Linked DNA regions of Mus musculus: region 2 is linked to region 1. A link is a contact called in public promoter capture Hi-C data. All regions are on one chromosome and are shown on one strand. The core of a region is the stretch at or near the end of the contact, and the rest is flanking DNA. Distances in the headings are between cores, read along the strand shown.

What was found. Promoter capture Hi-C pulls out the DNA fragments that hold promoters and counts their contacts.
Region 2: a promoter capture Hi-C map of macrophages shows a contact between it and region 1, with 6 read pairs. The contact joins the promoter of Dcaf17 here to the enhancer-like site in region 1. A contact is called at or near these places in 5 of 39 promoter capture datasets (hematopoietic stem and progenitor cells, hippocampal neurons, liver and 1 more), 1 of 484 Hi-C or Micro-C datasets (bone marrow-derived macrophages), 6 of 115 datasets of contacts at active chromatin or transcription factors (the SCID.adh cell line, bone marrow-derived macrophages, double positive thymocytes and 3 more) and 3 of 9 other capture datasets (adipose tissue, bone marrow-derived macrophages and liver).

What each region holds. Positions count from the first base shown.
Region 1 is chr2:70,875,926-70,879,398 of GRCm38.p6, forward strand. No RefSeq gene overlaps it. Among named protein-coding and RNA genes, the nearest start is that of Gm39842, 39 kb to the left of the region's middle. Within about 2 kb of position 1,971, at least 26 of the 459 cell types and tissues checked have an H3K27ac peak or open chromatin away from gene starts, as enhancers often do. A contact at or near this core is called in bone marrow-derived macrophages and macrophages, where this site is marked.
Region 2 is chr2:71,053,886-71,057,358 of GRCm38.p6, forward strand. Dcaf17 (DDB1 and CUL4 associated factor 17) reads left to right here and starts at 1,859. Exons shown (of 14, transcript NM_001165980.1): 1 at 1,859-2,234; 2 at 2,610-2,713. The coding sequence starts at 2,109. Mettl8 (methyltransferase like 8) reads right to left here and starts at 1,721. Exons shown (of 10, transcript NM_145524.3): 1 at 1,486-1,721.

The DNA.
Region 1 (3,473 bases), core at 721-3,220:
AGGTATCTATTTAGATAAATTGGGGTGATGAAATTTGAGTAGCTGACGAGTCCTAAGGCAGGTGATCCCAGGATACTCTTAGGCTCAATCCAAGTCTTAGAACCAGGGAAGCCAACGGATAACTTACAGCTCAAGACCAAAAGCCTGAAAACCTAGGGCAAAGGTTAATGCCATAAGCCTTGAGTCCTAAAGGCCAGAAAACATGGGGTTCCAATCCAAGAGATTATTGCAGTCTTTGGGCAAGGGGAGGGGTTTGTGGAGAGTGGATGCCAAGTTACCTCTGTGTTTATTCTCTTTCCCTTTGGGCAGCCTATGGAATGGCACCTACCCACTCTGAGGGACAGTCATCCCTATGTAGCCCACTCAGACACACATGACCCCCCCCCAAAAAAAAAACCACTCTTACAGACTTCCTGGTTCTGTATTCAGGTCTTTAGATGATCCTAATCTAGTTAACTCGACGTCAGAAGCTAACCATCACAGGCATTCTTCCCTTTTGTAGACCCACCCGACACAGGTGTGTGAGCTCCCCTGAGTGGCAGAGGGGGGCATTTTCTGGATTAATCGTCCTTTGAGGGAGATCAGCTGTGGTGTGGAGCTACTCTAGCAGCCCCACGAGGCACCAGCTTGTCCATCATGTCAGCATGGCATTTTGGAGGTGGGACATTCAGGATCTATGACCATAGACAAAGAACTGATCAACAAGCTAGGCAAGCTTCCTCACCTACAAACAATGAAGTGTGCCGTTACTGGGGTTTGAAGTCCTTAAGTTGGGAGGGTGATTTATGGCTGTGACTTGGAATTTTGTTACTTGGAAGAAACTTTTTTTTTTTTAACAGAAAGGATTTATTTTGGCTCATGGTTTCATAGAATTTAGCCCATGGGTAGCTGGCTTTGTTGTTCATGAGCTGTGGTGAGATAGCACACCACAGTGTACATCTATAGCAGAGTGAAGTTGCTCATTTCACGGTGGCCACCGAATTATGAAGTCATCAGTGGGTTAACCCACTGAGCAGATCAGAGCCCTCATGATCCAATCAGATCTCAATGGCTACATCTGCCATCTGGGGACCAAGCCTTCAATAAATGAGTCTTGTGGGGGTAGGGATTACCTCATATCCAACTAATAACAGGACAAGAACTAGGGAAGCATAATTGTGCAGCCCCTGGGTCCACTACTTAGTAATCCAGATCCACTGCTTCACTAATGCACATGACCAAAGCCTCTCAGTGATGCCACCTGGCTCCTCACCTGAACTTCGGATCGAGTATCGATGGATAGGTTCTCTTTAACTACTTGGACCTCAGGGGTCGAGTGCTTGTGTGGCATGCTTCAGACCTTGGTTCATCCTCGAATGCTGCAGACTGTTTAAAAACATCCAGTGATCCATTGTCTAGCAACCAAACCTCAATTCAGCGCACTTACACAATCCAATCCAATCTAAACTCTCGAGTGTCCTTGACCCTCCAACCCCTTTTTGTGGCTGAGACATTATATCACTCAACTCCAGCTACGATGCAGGATGCTAGGAGGCTGGGCTGCTGCTAGGAGACATTTGTGGTCTCCCAGCTGCAGAGGCTGGCATTGCAACATCAACACGGAGCCCTGTGATTTTCAGATATCTGCCTTCTCATATGTCCTCACATGACCCGTGCGCATGGACAGAGACTGAGGTTGATTGACCTCTGCCCTTTTTCTTCTTCCAACGACATTAATCCTGCCAGACTAGGGCTCCGTGCTTACCAGACCATTTACCTCTAGTTACTTCTTGAAAGGCCTTAATTTTACAGCTCGGGGAGGAATTCAGTATATGGTTTTGAATGGAAACAGTTCAGTCACTACATTTACTTCTTGCCAAATATCCATGTACTCGATGCAATACTTTCCAGGCTCCTTAGAGCCCATCGGGGTTATGGGCACTAAGGAACATCTCTGAATATCTCGAACCACTTGGCTGTTAGCTGTTCCTCTTTTGAATAAAATCTGTGAGAGCTGGTGCATGACACTTCAGTTCTATTTTCTGTTCTCTTCATGACCTGGAAGCTATGCAGATTCAGCTGGAAGAGAGTATAGCCTTCTATTAGCCTGAGTCAGAGAATGGATATGTTGGAACACAACCCCAGTTTACTTACACTGAATACACGCCACAAACATACCTTTGAGATTTCAGGGTAAATTTGTAATTAATCGCAACCTACCATTTTCTTCCTTAAAAACAAACAAACAAACAAAACAACAACCAAAAAAACGCAATTTATTTAATTCATTTTTCTATGTGTATAATTGTTTGGCCAGGATGTACATGATGCATGGATGTACATGTGTCCCTGATGCCTGGAGGTCAGAAGAGGTCACTGACCCCCAGCAACTGGAGTTATGGATGGTTGTGAGTTATCATGTGGGTGCTGGGATTTGAACCCAGGTCTCTGCAAAAATAAGAAGTGCACTTAACCACTGAGCATCTCGCCAGCTCCTCTGCTATTTTCTCAGTAATCATTAAACCCATCCTTTGAGACTAGCGAACTACCAAGTAAGCAAAAAGCAATGTCACATTCTTGGCTCTGTTCTAACATTGTTAATGTGGCAATATTTTCCCACATTGATATGTAGTTACAATAAGATTCTTATTAAAATTTCAGCTTTCTTTTTTCTTTCAGAATTTGACAAACTAATCGTAAAATGTATGTGGAAATCCAAGGGACACAGAAGAACTAAAGTGACCCTGAGCAAACAAAGTGGCAAGATTCCCATCTCTCAATTTCAAATTATACCACAAAGCTACAGTAATCAAAAGAGTGTGGTACTTGACTCAACAGTAGACATTTCTGTTAATGGAGTAGAATTGAAAATTCAAAAATGAATCTTCCTATATACAGTCAATTGATGATCAACAAGGGTTCTAGAAAATTCAACAGAGAAAAAGAGCCTGTTTAGTAAGTGATTCTAGAACAGTTGGAGAGCCACATAACAAAGAAAGAACCTTCACTTTGTACCTCACAGCACTAAACAAATAAACAAACAATGTTTTAAATTAACTCGAAATGAGCCTGACAAAGTGACTCATCCCTCTAATTCTACTGCTTGGAATATTGAGGCAAGAAGATCACTGTGAATTTGAAGCCAGCCCAAGTTACAGAGTGAGACTCTGCCTCAACAGACAGACAGACAGACAACTTACTCTAAAAGAATCAAAGTCCCAAATGTAAGTTCTAGGTGCAATCCATGAGAGGATAAGCCACAAAAGAAAAATAAACTAGGCATCAGTAAATTAAATTGTGTTTCAAAGAATACCAGTACTTTTCATATGGAAAGTACATGCCTTAACGCCGGCCTGAGCTATATAACAAGACCCTGTCAAAAACCACCCTGGCTCAGTGGTTAAGAATGCTGTTTGAACTTCCAGAGGACCCAGGATCAACTCCCAGCATCCACATGGCAGCTCACACCTGTCTGTAACTTAAGTTTCAGGAGA
Region 2 (3,473 bases), core at 609-3,108, 180 kb after region 1:
TCAATAGCACAGGAAGGGAGCATTCAGAAGGCCGGGTAAGAATGGGGACTGCCCAAGCCGTGAATATTGTGCAGTCCCTCAGCCAGCTCACTGGCTGTCGACTGTGAGGAAAGAAACCACTTACTATGATGATTTAGGGGCCAAGCTTGATGCCTCGTGGAAAAACCTGAAAAACACTGAGAGGCAACTGGCCTTGAAGTACCACCCTGGTAAGAGTGGACGTGAAGGAGAAGCAAGTAAACAGTCTTCTCAAGCGCACAGAGTTTCCAGAGGTTAAGCATTCAGACCTGGGAGAAACTGGGGGGACTTTGGTCCAAACCAAGAAAGACAGCGCCATTACAGTAGAGCAGCAAGTGAGGGGCATGGCCCTCATGTCTGAATGGGTGGTCTGCATCCAGTTGTTGGGACTTAATATGTTAAAGTGAATGCGCGGAAGGTATGATCACAATATGCCCACTACTTGCTACTGTTTTTGTGGTAATAGTGGAGCATAGTGGCATCTTAGAAGTCATGTGAAAAACAAGCACAGAAACCAAAGCTCAGCCATGGTGGGAGAGCACAGAAAGACAAGAGCTGCGACAAGAAAGACAAAAAGGAAATGATGAGTGCAATTCAGCAATGATTTGCATTTCGCTTCAGCCAAAGAAAATCCAGCTATATTTTTCTGGGTTCCAGCATTTCAGTGACAGCTGCATTCATGAATGACCAAATTAACTATTGTGGAGCTTTCTAAAAATATACAAAGCACTCACTCCACCGTATGCTATAAGCAGGTCATGAAATATCAGGGGGGGAAAAAAAAAACCTCCAACAAAACAACCAAACAAACAAACAAAAAAGCCAGACCCCGAAGGAAATGCATCAAGGGTATAAGAGTTTTCCATTTAAAACAACAAAATGAAACGGCTAACGTTTGATCCAGCACATCCATCCTGTACTGTACTTCTGTCGATCAGAAAGCTGGTGTGCTTACTGACTTTTTCTTTAAGCACTTAAGATCACGGAGTGGCATGCCAAGTCTATTAAGTCTATGTGGGAGATGCAGACACCACACTAAAGGGGTTTACAATGAGGTTACGGGTCGCATTTGGTATACAGTTACGGAAATTTTTAGTATGTTAGTAATTTTGAACACGCAGGCTGAGCTAGTTCACAGAGAATGTTATTTTTTACTTAGAGAAGTCAACCTGGATTATCTTAGGCAGTTCAATAAGAATGCAAACATTTCATATTTTATTCCCTATAAGGGGGAAAAATGGAAGGAGGAAGAAAACACAGCAATTACCACAAAACCAGTCAGGGTCCCCGCTGGCCACACAAGGACGAGCCTTTGGGAAGGAGAAATTCAATCCTACTTTGATGGGAAAAACAGCAACTTTCACCACTAATTACCATACAAAAGCATAGTGGTTACACAACTAAATGTTGAAGTCAACCTCATCCACAACGTCCCAAGTGCGGCTGAGGGAAAGCCACGGGGCGTACCTTTGGAGGGTCCCACTGGCCACAACGCCCCTCTGGACGCGTGGCCAGAGCCTTGCAGGGCCAAAGGAGGGGTTGGCAGTCGTCCCACGACCAGGGCAGAAAGGGACTGCTTCCTGGGACACACAGGTGAAGCGACACCACCAGGTGGCTGCACAGCACCCACCAAAGCTATCCAGGTTTACCGCGTGCAGCCCGGAAGGCTACCCGACCCACTGCGCAGCCCTACGGCGCAGCCTATTAGGGCCAGGAGAGGCGGGCTAGGGGCAGGGAGGGGTGGGGCGGGGCCAGGCCAGCCCTCGCTCTGCCTGACGGGAATTGTAGTTCTGAAAAAGAAGCCATAGGGGCGGAAAAGGCCAAGGGGACTACATTTCCGGGAGAGGGAGTGGATACGGAGGGCCGCGAGGTGCAGCGTTAATCCCGAGAGCAGAAAGAAGGGCCAGGAAGGCGCCGTTGATTCTGTTCCTTTGCGTCAAATCCGTGTGTCGCTACCTCTTGATCTCTGCCCCGAGTCCCCAGCGCGGGGTCCCGCGTCAGCCTTCCTTTGAGGTTCGCAGGTGGCGGCTGCCACCCCTCGCGGAAGTGAGGGGCGCGCCCCTCCTGGGCCCTGCGGACCCCTAGTCTCCATGGGCCGGACCCGGAAGGCCAATGTGTGCCGCAGGCTGAGTCGCCGGGCTCTGGGCTTCTATGCACGCGACGCAGGCGTGGTGCAGAGGACGAACCTGGGCATCCTGCGGGCGCTGGTGTGCCAGGTGACGCCCGCCGAAGTCGGGGTGCCCGGGGTCCAACCTCCTGCCGGGCTGCAGTTTTTTACGCGCTCTGATACCCCTTTGAGGGTCTTACGTGGGGAGGGGCATCCGTGTCCCGCAATTAGGGTATTAGAAAATAGGTACTCAGGTCCGCCGCCTGGCGTAGTTTTTAAAAAGCTTCTTTTGCCTTCCTGCAAACAATCGATTCAAAACTTGGGCATCCAACTAAACCGACATCTATGGGCAGAGGGAGAAAAAAAAAAAAAAAAAAGGAGAAACAATGTACTTTAAAACTGTAGATTTCAACTACCCACCGAAAATGGTTCCATAGCAGGGGACTGAGTTCTTTCCTAAACTGAAATTCTTTGTGTCTTTCAGGAGAGTACTAAATTTAAGAATGTTTGGACAACTCATTCCAAGTCACCTATAGCCTATGAGAGAGGAAGAATATATTTTGACAATTACCGGTGCTGTGTCAGCAGGTAAATTCTTGGTGATGATTTTTTTTTTTTTTTGCTATAATCCACCTGACCCTAGTTTTTATAGAACCACGTGGCTTCTTTAGTACTTAGTGAAATTGGAAGATGAAAAAAAAAAAAAAAATGAGTCCATAATAAAACTAGGTGGAAAATGCATGTGATCTTAAAAACTCGTTAAGTCTAAAGTTTCGGACTTCATCTTTGTAAATACTTTTATTTCACACAAAATTATAGCACAGGCAAAATAATACGTTTCTCAGCACAGTTTGCTGTTTTATACCCATTTAAAGATCAGAGTCCAGAAAATGGGTTGTGAAATAATTAGATGCTGCTTAGGAGACAGGCATTTTGTTTTAGAAGTACTTTTTTTTTTTTCCCAAGAGAAAAAAAATGTTCAAACAAAAGTATAGTATTTGTAGATAAATAGTATTTAACAGCCAGCCTCCATCCATTCAAGGTCAGACTGAAGAGAACGACACAGTGAATTGATGCTTCCATGCCCGTCACCTGGATTAAGGGATTATGGAATTGCCGCTCTTTATCTTTCACTTTGCATCTGTAAGAATTATGGGCATTTTTCTGTGTGCCAAGCTTCAGTGGTGTTGTTCCTCCGGAGCAAATCACCTTGTTGAGATAGGTTCTCCTTTCACTGGACTGGGAAGCTAGAATACCTGTAGACAGCCTGGTCAGCAAGTGCTATGAATTTGCCTGTCTCCACCTCCACAACTCTAGGAAAACCATGAGTATTGGGGATCTAAATTCC